2 separate regions of the Danio rerio genome follow, and region 2 is linked to region 1. The links are chromatin contacts, called in public HiChIP or PLAC-seq maps. All regions are on one chromosome and are shown on one strand. The core of a region is the stretch at or near the end of the contact, and the rest is flanking DNA. Distances in the headings are between cores, read along the strand shown.

Evidence for each region. HiChIP or PLAC-seq counts read pairs in DNA pulled down with a chosen protein or histone mark.
Region 2: an H3K4me3 HiChIP or PLAC-seq map of embryo shows a contact between it and region 1, with 2.9 times the contacts expected there. The contact joins the promoter of lsm6 here to the promoter of zgc:152968 in region 1. A contact is called at or near these places in 2 of 4 datasets of contacts at active chromatin or transcription factors (caudal fin and embryo).

What each region holds. Positions count from the first base shown.
Region 1 is chr1:39,134,825-39,141,358 of GRCz12tu, forward strand. It overlaps zgc:152968, which reads left to right and starts at 3,357. Exons shown (of 17, transcript NM_001327755.1): 1 at 3,357-3,696; 2 at 5,138-6,534. The coding sequence starts at 3,570.
Region 2 is chr1:39,342,584-39,349,117 of GRCz12tu, forward strand. lsm6 (LSM6 homolog, U6 small nuclear RNA and mRNA degradation associated) reads left to right here and starts at 3,372. Exons shown (of 4, transcript NM_001002077.2): 1 at 3,372-3,465; 2 at 3,814-3,912. The coding sequence starts at 3,819.

The DNA of each region.
Region 1 (6,534 bases), core at 2,107-4,606:
GTTCAATACACTAGAGCAGATTTTTAATATGGGAAGATGAATTAGATTTTTTGGTGAATTATACTTTCAGGACTGTTAAGGGGCTAGCTTTATTTTTAAATTTAATGGGAGGCCAAATGAACACTAAAACATTACAGAAATGGTTTTGTGTGTGAAAATGCACAGCCCCCTCGGCTACAACTGCTTTTGAAAAGAATCTGCTTAAGAAATAAGAGAGAGGAATTCAATTGACCTGTGGTAATACATTTGAGTGAATAATTATTCTTAGCAACTATTGAATGATGGTATCGAATAGCTCTGTTTTTCCCTGAATGACTTGGTGAAAAGCAGCCCGCCGCCAGTGTTGGCTTAATGAATTCCATCTGCTCTCTGTCCCAAAATCAGGGTTTGATCAGGCCACGATCCCACTGGTTACAGCCTACCATTTCTCCCAAATGTTGATGTCAGGCTCAACCTCTTCAGATACAAATGTGTTTCCTGGCAGTGCCGCGTGGCTTTTTTTCTGCCTACCCTCCAGCGGTAACTCAGCATGGCTTGTGTTCTTGATGGTAATGGAGTGTCTCGAGATGGCAGGCAAACTCTCCTCAGGCCTCTAAACTCAATCCTTTTTAATCCCGGGTCTAATTGCTCGCTTTTGCCAGCCAAAGTGAATTCAGCTGCTGGCTGTCTGTGAGACCAACAGTCCCTGTAGAGCACAATGTAATAACATCATAAATTTACAGAAATTAAAAATTTAAACAAAAGATAGGAATGTGGCGGCGCGCTTGTCAAAGTGCCCCAACGGCCTTCATGATCATGTTAAACTAAAAAACATAAAGACTTTGACAATTGCATGCCATGAAAGTTATATTTAAAAAGATATCTAGTATTTAAGCAACAAATCCACTGTTGTCTTCATCCACCATTTGCCTTACAAATGTATCAAATGTAATTCTAATTAATTTTATCCTTGTCTAGAAATGTGGTTTGGTTTAATATTTACAGTGTATACTTTTCATTATTTACCCACCTAAAAATGGAACAATAGTTGTAGCATGACTACATGCAGCTTCAAATGTTATATAGGCAACAGGATTTTTATTATTAATTAAAGTTTAATTAAAATTTAAGTTTTATATCTATTTTTAGAGTTTGATAAAGAACACATTTCCACAGGTCATTGTATACACTGATGACAGCACAGCTCAAAACAATATGCACAAACAGACAATATCAGATGTTCTGGACACCCATAATGTCAAAGAATAGTCTTGTTGTAATGCAGTGTTGTTATTAAAACTTAGGTTAGGGTCTTCTGCTACTTTAGACAATTAAAGAATTGTGTAAACTGCCAAATAACATACTAAAGATTAAAATAATAGTTTTTATTATAAATATAAATAAAACTAATTTTAAACTTTTACATTTTCATCAGCTAATTCCTTTTACAGTGGTGATTAATTATTTAGCCTGCTCTTTTAAGTAGATCTGTGTTTTTAAATTTTGTTTACAATACAAACAACAGTATAGGGTGAATTTGTGTTCAGTAGGGTGAATTCCAACAAAATTCAGGACACTTGTCAATCAGGAAGATCTAGACACAATTAGATGACAAGGTCAGTGACATAGGATTCTGACTAAATTAATGTTAAGGACATAAACCTGTCATAATCAAGACAATGTTCCCAATTGTTGTCAAATTATGGTTTGAATATATTGAAGTAACAAAATATGTAATAAAGTGTTGAAAATGTTTGTTTTTTAAAAAAAGATTTAAAAATTTTTTTTGTTGTCCCACATTATCATAATTGATAATGTAGGACAGCATGATTTGGGTAATCTGGGACAGCCTTCGAATGGAAGAAATATGCATTTAGAGACTTGTACATGTGTACAATGTTCTGTACACAAACTCACTCACAAACTTACTCACACAGACATACTCCCACTCACTTAAACACACACACACACACACACACACACACACACACACACACACACACAAACACAGTCTCTCTCTCACACATACTCACACTCACATACACACACTCACTTTTTAAAAATAGGTAAAATTGTGTTTGGCATCCATAAATATTGCAAATATATACTTTTTCAGCCCAAAAACGTAAGTCCCAGATTATCAAATTCAGGCAGATTTTCTTTCTTTCTTTTTTTTTAAATAAACTATAGGTGTGGCACAATAACATTTGTTTGAAAGGGGCTTATATTATGTTTTTTCAGGTCGTTAGAAAATATTTTAGGCCTAAGTCTAGCATGTTGTTCTAGATAGACATTAAAATAAAAGTGATGTCAAAATTGCGAAAAGTGTCCCAGATTACCCAAATTCACCCTGCCTCAAACGCGATATACGTTCATGATTGGCTGAGTTCAGAGCATAACAACCACGCGTGTTTCGGGTTTATTTTTAGACAAATTTTAGACAAATTAGACCGATTCACAAATTTCAAAGAATTACATTATAAATACATTATATTGGAAAATTGTAAATATATTGGAAATTTTATAGTAAAAATGTACGTAAATGCAAACTCCCTTTTAGCACATTCAAACAAGAAGTATTAGCCTAAAGAGTGATGTTTGGTTTCAAACCTCGGCTCAGATGGTGTTTCTGTGAGGAGTTTGCATGTTCTCCTTGCGTTTGCGTGAGTTTCCTCCGGGTGCTCCGCTTTCCCCCACAGTCCAAAGACATGCGGTACAGTTGAATTGGGTAGGCTAAATTGGTGTGTGTGTGTGTGTGTGTGTGTGTGTGTGTGGATGCTTCCCAGAGATGGGCTGTGGCTGGAAGGGCATCCGCTGCGTAAAAACGTTCTGGATAAGTTGGCGGTTCATTCTGCTGTGGCGACCCCGGATTAATGAAGGGACCACGCCGACAAGAAAATGAATGAATGAATGAATGTTTATACCCTTTTGTTTTCCCTTATTTCCTTCATGCTATATTTAATTCATAATTCCCTTATTGTTAAAAAAATGAACTAGTTCGTAGAGACTGTGTTTTGTTTTATTTGTACTTTAAATCTTTTGTTGTTATAAAAAAAAATAAAAATTGGTGATGATGCCATGTGATGACATAGTTGCAACTTTGAGGCGAGGGATCGGTAAAATGATCTGTTATTGTCATTGTGTTCTTTTGTGTACATTGAATTTTGTATGTTTGTTATTGAAGTCAATAAAAAAAAGGGATCGGTAAAATGAGGTGCTGGATCAGAATTCCACAATAAGCCCTGAACGCACCTATATTTTTAAAGATTCGGTTCAATTGAACAACTCGCGAAATAGAATCGCTACAAAGCCGAACAATCAATCAGCCACACCTGGAAATTAACTAATTAAAACACTCGCGCTACCAGCTGGTGAAGTAGCCTGTCTCTCCAGTTCACAAGTGTTAAAGTTATCAGCTACTTTTTTGCGAGGTCACCCTTTTTCATACTGAGTTTGTCCCCCCTTTCCACCGCCTTAAAGAAAATGTCATCAGATCTCGTCGTGTCACATATGTTGAATACAACAAGAAACAGAGAAATTGCGTTTTACAGACAGTGAACAGTACAATAATTTGGTATCTCGTCAGCGGAATGTTTCCTTCCACAGCTCTCTTCGATGAAATAGATTGTCCCTTTCTTCAGTCTGGACGATGTCAACGACCTTATTGTTTGTACAATCACAGCAAAGACAGTTCTTCTGACGTGATGAATACCAAAGGTAAACACACATGATTCACTTTGACAGTTATACTAACGTTAACGTTACTGTTTTAAGTTTATTGCTATGCTGCTATCACTAACGATGTTTTACTTTCATTTAAATGATTCATTTAAATTTCATTAGTCAAACTGATTCACAGTTCTAAACAATTCAGTCATTCGCACGTCTAAACAATTCTAAACAAATTCGAGTGGAGACTCGTTTGCGTCAGTTCAAACCTTGCAACGTGATTAGCCTCGAAATTAAATTAATTACTTTAATAATCATGCATCAAATCTAGCTGTTTGCAAATTCATATGGTAACTTTAAAAAAGTGACTAAAATGTGAATTACTAGCCTACACAAAACGAAGTAAATAGCTATTCAACTGCTTGCATGTCACCAACACATCACACTGAAAGAAGCCTAGATGGACATAATATATGTGGCTTATTTAAGATAAGTTGGTCAGTGCGTTACAATGTTAAAAAATTGACAGAAAAATAGGTTCTGGTATACTTAAATTAAAAACACAATATAAACTGTATATCAAAATGCAGATGACTCCTGTATAAAATAATAATGAAAAAAAAAAAAAACATGCTTCATATAACCGTAAACTGTGCACTAGTTTACAGATTAGATTGTAAAAAGAGATCTATAAATGTGTTAAAATCTATTATTATTTAGATTGAGCATTTACAGTAGTTTCCAATTTTGGGGAAAAAAATAGGAATTTTGTTACATGCATGCACACAAATGGTTGGTTATAACTCAATGTTTTGTCAGAAATGGACAACATTGACTCTTTTTTTTATTATTTTTTTTATTTTTTTTTAATTAATATTTTAAATGACACTTTTTAACTCAATGGTTAAGTTTGTCCAAATTTGGACCAACTTTAGATTACAAGAACCCAGCATTTTTCATTGTGAACTATAGACCCCTTACTGAATGTGCACATTTCAAAGCATGTGTTTATATAATTGTGCAGTTATATATTGTGTATAGTGATCGTTATAATTGCGCTTATATTTAGGGCCTCTTGCTTATTAATGTATAACTATTCGAAATTTTCAGAGGGAACTGCTGAGTCAGAAAACTGAAAAAAACAATTCTAAGAAATTAAGATTACCCATTATAAGATCCACTAAGGTTTATGTGCCTTGTATATTTCTGAAAATGAGTTTATTTTCCCCAAATGCACAGCATAAAATAATTCAAAGCATTTCATTATACTGGCATTTAAATCAAATTAGCTGTTTCCCCCTCATTCATTCAATCCACACTCATTAAAATGGTTTTATTATTGCAAAGCTCTTAATTTTCCAAGTAATCTCTCAAATGTGTGTGCTCAAATTCTGCCATTACAGCATGCATAACAGAAGGAACATCTGTGCAGCGATGGTATACTTCAAAGCATTGTTTTGCAATTTTTTTTTCTCTGCTTCACATTTAGGTCTTGGAGATCCTAAAGTGACTTCTGCCAATGGATCCTTTCACACCACCGAGGACAATTATGCTTGTCTTGAGGAACTGGAGAGAATCAACAAAGAAATCGAGGCGGTGAGGAGTGAGGTGGAGAAAGAACAAAAAAGACTGTCTCAGTATCAGACATCACAGTCTCTCACACAAACAGGCCAATGCTCTGGAAAATATTTGCGAACCACCAAAAGTAGGCCTAAAGACCAAAATGGTAACCATTTGAAATCCAAAAAGCCTGTTTGCTCAACTAGTGGTCAGAAGTATGTGGTTGACCGTGCCAGACCCAAGACTGATTTGGAATATGACCCCTGTTCTAATTTTTCAGCAGACTTGCTATCTAGCAGCTCAGCAGAATGCAAGCTTAAGTCATCCGACAAAGTCGATATTGATCACGGTCTAAAGAGTAAACAAACCGGAAAAATTGTTCAACCTCTGTCGTCTCATTTTGATGATTCTGAAGATAAAGGTACCTTGGTCATTGACATTCCATCTTTAACAAAAGACCACAGAAAACATAAACCCAAACAGGAGAGTGCAATAATTAAAACACATGTACTTGAGAGGAATGGTGCGGTTAACAATGATCTTTCAAATCAACAAACAAATCCCAACCAGCACAAAGAAAAGTCTTCTGATGGACTTCCAAGCCATGACATGAAATGCACTCTGAGTGACCAGGAGAACGCAAGAACCTTAGTGAAACCTATGATGATCACAGAAGAGCAAGAATCTTCTGAGGGCGAACTTGTCATTGATGTGTCACAATTTGAGGATGAGCATAAACTTCCACAGCAGCGTGAAACTAAAAATAAGGAACTGCTAGACTTACCCAAATTGTGCCCTATTAGTAATGCTCCAGCTGAGCATTATAAAGAGGCTAATGATGGGCAGATAATTAAAGGGATAACAATGGCAAATCACCCTGGAAAAGATATTGAACCATTTCTGGAGGATCTAAGAGAAGAACCTGTGGCTGAACCAAATAACTTCACAAATATCAATATGGAAACATTCGTCAAGCAAAAAGAGGAAAAAGCTCACAACTTGGAGAATGTCCTGGATGACATTTCCACATGTCTAAACAATATGAGAAGTCAAAGTGACGAGCTCAAAACCATTCAAGACGTTAAGATGCTTCCTGTTAATTCTGTTTATGGAGATGAATGCATTTCCTCCCAATTTCCAAGAAGTGCTTTACAAAATCTAACTTCTAGAGAACCACAGAACAGCAGCATTTCAGGTTATGCTCTAAAGTCAGAAAATGTATCTTCAAAGGACATCTCTCAGATACATCAGCAGTATTTTCCTATGGTTTCATCTCAGTCCTTACCTTCACCATTACATAAGGCTGAAGAGCACAGATTCTTAGGA
Region 2 (6,534 bases), core at 2,122-4,621, 210 kb after region 1:
CCAAGTCTGGCTTCCATACAAGAGGCAAACATGGACCATATCTGGGCCAAGTTTCAGTTAGGTTAATAACCCATAAATGGGCCTGAACTGGGCCAGATATGTTGGTGTGTCACGACTGCAATGTTTTTTATAACCCATGAAGCATTTCGCTTTTTCTTGAAGCGACCTGATTAATAGAATTTTTTCTTTACTCAAAAATAATTTAAATGTATTTTAAAAGTGAGTCAAGATAGGCTGAACTTACGTGGCTCACATGTACATTTTAACATCTGAGCCAAATACTACATTTGATATCTGGCCCAAGTCTTGTGTGCCACCTGTAAGACGGTGCCACCTCAGCCAAACCAGGGCCCACATGCTGCATGCCAGTGCCGGACGAATACCTGCTGTGCCAACTTTATGCCAAATCTGGGCCAGAATTCTTTGCTACCTGGGACTTTAATTTCCACTGCTGTATTTATATCCGTTATGTTAATGTATAAAATAAAATTGATTTAAAGTCCACAAACTGGGATTGAAGCATCTACTTTTATAATTAAGAGTACTGACATGCGGCTGTGGTGATAAAGACGGTACAATTGCTGTAATTCATGATGATTAATGATCACAGCACGCTGAACAGATCCCAGTTGCTTTGCACACATCCTGTCTTGCTGATATGATTATAAATTTAACTTCAAGAAATTAAAAAAGGAGACTTATTGTCTTATCACCCCCAATATTACTGTGAACACACTATACTTGCACACAGTTCTGTCTAGCACACAAAAAATGATTTTCAGGCGTCCTTTAATTTTTTTGGAATGTAGAATTTATTCCATAGCTGAAATGTTTTCAATCTTCAACTAACTCAGGTTTGATGGAAGGCCATAAGGAAAATATGCATTTTCAAATGTATCTGGATTAGTGTAGGCATAGCCTAATTTTTGTATTTATCATGTAATTCAATAAGAACTCTGGTTAAGTGTCTGAATGCTTTAGCAAGGCACTGTACATTAGCCACGCTCAAAATGGCGGAGTGCACTGAGAACCCAGAGGAATCTCATTAGCTTTAATTAGCAATTAGCCATTTAATTAGCAATTAGCACTTATACTCCACAGCATAGGCTCACTGTGAACACTTGAAAACTGTTTTTCTCTCAGGGTTACACCCCTAAATGGCACATTTTTCCAAGCATTCAAGATTTTAAAGCAAAAATAACTTTTGCTTTAAACCTCAAATATTATGAGATTATTTTTTTCTTTGGGACTGGAGATATTTTTTTCTAGCAAGGTGATAAGACTGAACCAATGTCAAATATGTCAAAGCAAATACATCTAACAAATTCCTAAATCTCATACATTGGCTTCAGCTCATTTCAAGAACCTTATATAAGAATGCGAATATGCGGCAGCTCTCCTAAATCATTTCAGCAAGGTATTTGACAAAGGTCTAGAGGCTGCAGCCGGTGCCTGGAATCGCATTGGATAACCTGGCCTGCAGTGGTTGCATGCGCAGATATATTTATATATATAGTGGGCATGAATCTGGGTGTTAGAATGGGGTGACTAGGTTCCACTGCTCATTTTTGATCAAGGCGACACTCCCCCCATCATTTCCACACTATTACCCCCATGCAGTGCAGGGATTAGGGAGCGGGAAGGGGAGGAGAAAAACTACATGCCGGCAGCCAATCTGGATTTCATTCGAAAACTCCCTTGAGGTTTTTCCATTATCCCCCCTCCATATCCAACTTGACCCGTAGAGAAAGCCCTGGCTCGCAAAGGTCAGCCTAGTCTAGACTCTCCTTTCCTCGAAGCAGCCTGCGGCAACCGACGGAGCCCCCTCCCCTCGCATCTGACACCCCTCAGCCTGACCCACCCCCAACCCTAGTGAAGCTGCCTCTGTAATCTTTTCATTTTTCCTCCACTCCCTCTCAGGTCTTTGGGGGCTTAGAAAGGTGAGGCGGGTTGTACCAGCAAATCAACTGTGCCACTGTCCATCTGAGCTCACCAGCGTCTTGAAGGCAGGGTGAAAACAGTCCCATCTGGCATCACTGGGCGGTTATTACCAACACGCTACTGTTTTCATAGGAGCTGTGGGGTTATTCACAGGCTTGCGGTGAGAGTGGATTGTCTGTGCTGACTGAGGAAAAGCAAATGCTTTTTTTATTTGTTCCCAGTCAAAATTTTATGCACATTCACATCAGTCTACAAAATGTTAAGTTGAAAACTTTTTGAAGGACAGCACATTAAGGTTAAAATGCCCTCTTTATGTGAGACGGACAGAATCATCTTCTACCAAGCAACAGGCAAAACTGAAAGATAAAAAGCTTGTGAAATGCTTTCTGTGTCTGTAGAGCTCTATTGTGTTTTATTCAGTATCGCTTAACAAGCCAAGCCATTCACGCTTTTCCAGTAGTCAAGAAAGCATCATAGTGCTTGTGTCAGCTTCCTTGTCATGATATTCCATATTTGTTTACAACTGAAAATCCCGGTGCTGTGTGCCACAACCGAAAAATCTGTAAACTCGTTCAATTTCTTTCCTTTTTTTCCTTAAATGAATGATTGCTTTGATAGGAAAATGCATTAGATCACATTTTTCTCTCTTAACCCTCCTTTAGGATGTGAACTCTGGCAACAAGGGGAAAAATACTCATTGAATATTCATTAACTCGTGCCTAGGTGTGTACACGGCTCTTAACCACACTTGTTTATGACTTAAGGACTTGTAGCGCTGACCTTAGTTTAACACAGCACCAGATACCAAATTAACCTCTAGCCTCCTCAGGGCTACCAATGCCCTGCTAACAAGCAAACTGTCTGGATGCGCCAGAAGTGCTTTATGATTCTGTCTCTCAGGTGCATCCCCTCCTCTGCCTGTGAACAAAAGACAGCTTTTTCTTCCCCATCTCCCTCTCTCTCTTTTGGCTATACAGGATCTTCTTTTTTCCTACATGTTTTAGCCACACCTCAACTACAACCTGAAGTTGCTTATTATACACAATGTACACAAAATACTTTGACAAACAGACAGACTATCTATCTATCTATCTATCTATCTATCTATCTATCTATCTATCTATCTATCTATCTGTCTGTCTGTCTGTCTGTCTGTCTGTCTGTCTGTCTGTCTGTCTGTCTGTCTGTCTGTCTGTCAGTCTAGGTTTCTATACGTCTGTTTGTTCGTCCATTTTTATCAGCTCATCTGTCATTCTTCTGTTTGTCTAACGATTTTATGTCCTAATGTAGCAAAAGCGACGATTCCCCGTCTTTACTGCCACCGTCGATCTGGCTCTTTTTTCCACTACGCATTCTTTGTCAAAGGAGATAACGCTATCTTGTCGGCTTCCGTACACTGGCTTTCTAACGAAGCATCTGGTTGGCTGAATGGTGTACACACCATGGAACTAGAATAAGCGGACGAGCTCATTGGTCAGCAGTCGCTCAGTCGAAACGTGCGGTTAACGTTGCTAAACGACATAGGTAAATAACGTTAAATGTTGTATGCTTTAATATAAGAATGCATTCGACGTTAGTGGGGTTTTAAAAAACTGCAGCACTGTAGTTACCTTGCTAGATATACGATGACACGTTTATTAAGTGATACGTTGGGTTGGAATGCTAGCATGCTAAATTAGCCGCTTATCGATAACGTTCACCGGCAATTTCCAAACAAATAAGGTTAAACCTCTTCTGGAAACCCCTTATGTGGTTTAAAATAAACGTCTTTAGTACGTTTTGTTGTTATTGTCACATCCTTTTTGTTAACAATGCAGCCATGGTTCATTTTTATAAGAGCTATTCATAAACTTCATTGTCATTCATTTTCAGCTAAAATGAGTCTCCGAAAGCAGACACCAAGTGATTTCCTGAAGCAGATCATTGGGAGGCCAGTGGTGGTGAAACTGAACTCTGGTGTCGATTACAGAGGTACAAACTGAAATATGCGGTTGTTTTTATGTTTGTATTTTACATTTATCATTTACAAGTTATCGAGGGTATGCATGAAGGGACTGATCATATTTGTTGTGTTGGAGGTAATAAAATAGGATGGTTTGGAAGTCAATCTTGAAGAAAACAACATAATTTCCTTATTGTAATTTATTACAAGTTCACTGCCACATGCAAGTTAAATATGGATAAAGTTGTGTCAGGTAAAGTAAGTTTTATATTCCAGGATTCAACGCTAAAGATTTTTTTTTTACTGGCCCGAAACTTTTCACTGGTCTGACCAAATATAACAAGTTACAGTTTTTCTCAGTGGCTTTGGTGCATTTCTCACAGCACTATTTACATTTGCACAACAGTTAATGCATTTCTCAAAATAATTAGTCATTTGTGCACATCCTATTAGCAGTTTCTCATTCCTTCCAACACATTGCAGATGCTTTTGGACATGCATCAATTACTTTCATACAACTCTCTGATATTTATAACATTATCATCTGCTTATGTCAACTAAACTTGTGAATTCTGAGTAGTCATTCCATATAAAACAAATAGTTTTCATTTCATTACTTGAGTCATTACATACAAAAATGTTGAACTAGTTGTCAAAATCTGTTAAGCAATATTTTATAAAAAAAATTAAATCTTTATTTTCCTGATAATGTCTAAAAAATTGAACAATTTCATGATTGATTTATAGACTTGTGTGTATTTTAGTTTCAGTTCCTATATGTTTTGCAATATTGTGTACAGTTGTGCACAACTCTACCCAAAGGGAGTTTGTTTGTTGTAAATAAGGGTGTATGTATTCTTTTGCACAATGGTGTGAATAAATTAGAATTGCAAAGAGTATATACAGTTAAAATGTGAAACATACATATTCAGTTTGTTGTACTCCGATTCCTCACTAAATGCAGTGATGTCTAACTTTACTGTAGTTTTCAAATGGCTGTGCAAATAGTATGCAGTGTTGTCTTGAGCATTTTCAGGAAGTGTCAACAAAATCTGACTTTTTTTGCATTGAAAAAATGTACAGAGTAAACTGTCATCATGAAAACAGGACAAAGCCATGTGACTATCTTGTTCATAAACAATGGTGTCAGGACTTTTCATTTTGATGATACTGGCACTTTGATTAACATCAATACTTGCTTTTGAGGAATGAACTATCCATTTTGAGCATGTGACGCATTTTTGCAGTTTATCATCTAGGTTTTGCAGTTTAAACTAATTGTTTTGAGAAATGCATTAACTGTTGTGCAGAAATGCACTAGTTTTGTGAGAAACGCACAAAAGCGACTGAGAAAAGCTGTAATAAAAAATATCCTAGCCACATATTTTAAATGTTCTGTCAAAAATAACATCTGCGAATGTAGCATTTAATGCTAATAAATCTAAAATAAGCAAAATTTATAGTGTAATGCAGACAAACAAACAAACAAAAAAATAATAGAAAATGTGCAGGTATTTTATTGCACTTTAAAATTATTTAACAAAATGTGGCTGACTTGCCAAACTTGCGGCAAACTGTGCAGAACATCACATTTTTTTCGTCATGTTGTACCCAAGACATTAGAAACAGACGTTTTCTTTTAGCTTAATAATTTGAAGTTGCCGCCTCTTTGCTGTACTGGTTTTTACCAAGTTTTAGAAAAAAATAACATGCTCACATCATCCAATCACATAAGAGGAAGCGAAAAGCAATATGGTGTTTACAACTTCACTGAGAAGGTAGTATTTAAAGGCTTGAAATAACAGTTTCTTAATTTTAAGACCTGATTAGGCCAGTAACGGTCCTGTTTAATGTCCCTAGCATCTCGCACACTAGCCCCGGGCCATTGGGCAGTCCTTATTGTTGAGCCCTGTATTCACATATTCTCACTTTTTTTCTTAATAATATAATTTTAGAAAAGTATTCTTTGAAAATTCTAAATAGTAAAATCATATCAGCAAATGACTATAAAAGTACAACATTGTTCACAGTCAAATAGATAGTACTATGTTGTTTTCATGTCAAACTTACTTATGATTTCAAATCAAATATTCAAAGTACCGTGGGAAACAATATAGGGAGCGTGTCGCAAGTTGTCGTTAAATAAATGTGCGAATATAAAACCAACTTTACCTCAGTTGCTGTATCCTGCTCTTGATCTAAGGCTTTTAGTCTGAAACCTTCCTTTAGTATTGCCACCATTTTCTTACACTTGGATATTTGTTATCAAACTTTTTGATTTCCATGCATTTTATTGTCTAAATCAATATTAAAGACCCTTTGATTTTTTTCCCCAGTGTTTTATTTCCACTTGTTAAAGCAAGAGTGGAGTTTGCATCAACTAAAAAGGAAATTAATATTGGTTGACGTTTAAAATATGAAATCAAATCTATGTAAAAATTAACAACAACTATTCTTAATTACTATACTTCTACTTTTATTATAAAATATAAACAGGAGTAAGTCAATATACTGAAATAGGCCTGCACGATATTGAAAAAAAATGGCAGATTTTTCTGTTTTTCTGCAAAATACATTGTAATATAAATATCATTTAACAAGATAACTTGATAACCTATGTTTAGAAAGAATTCATACATTGTAAAAAACTA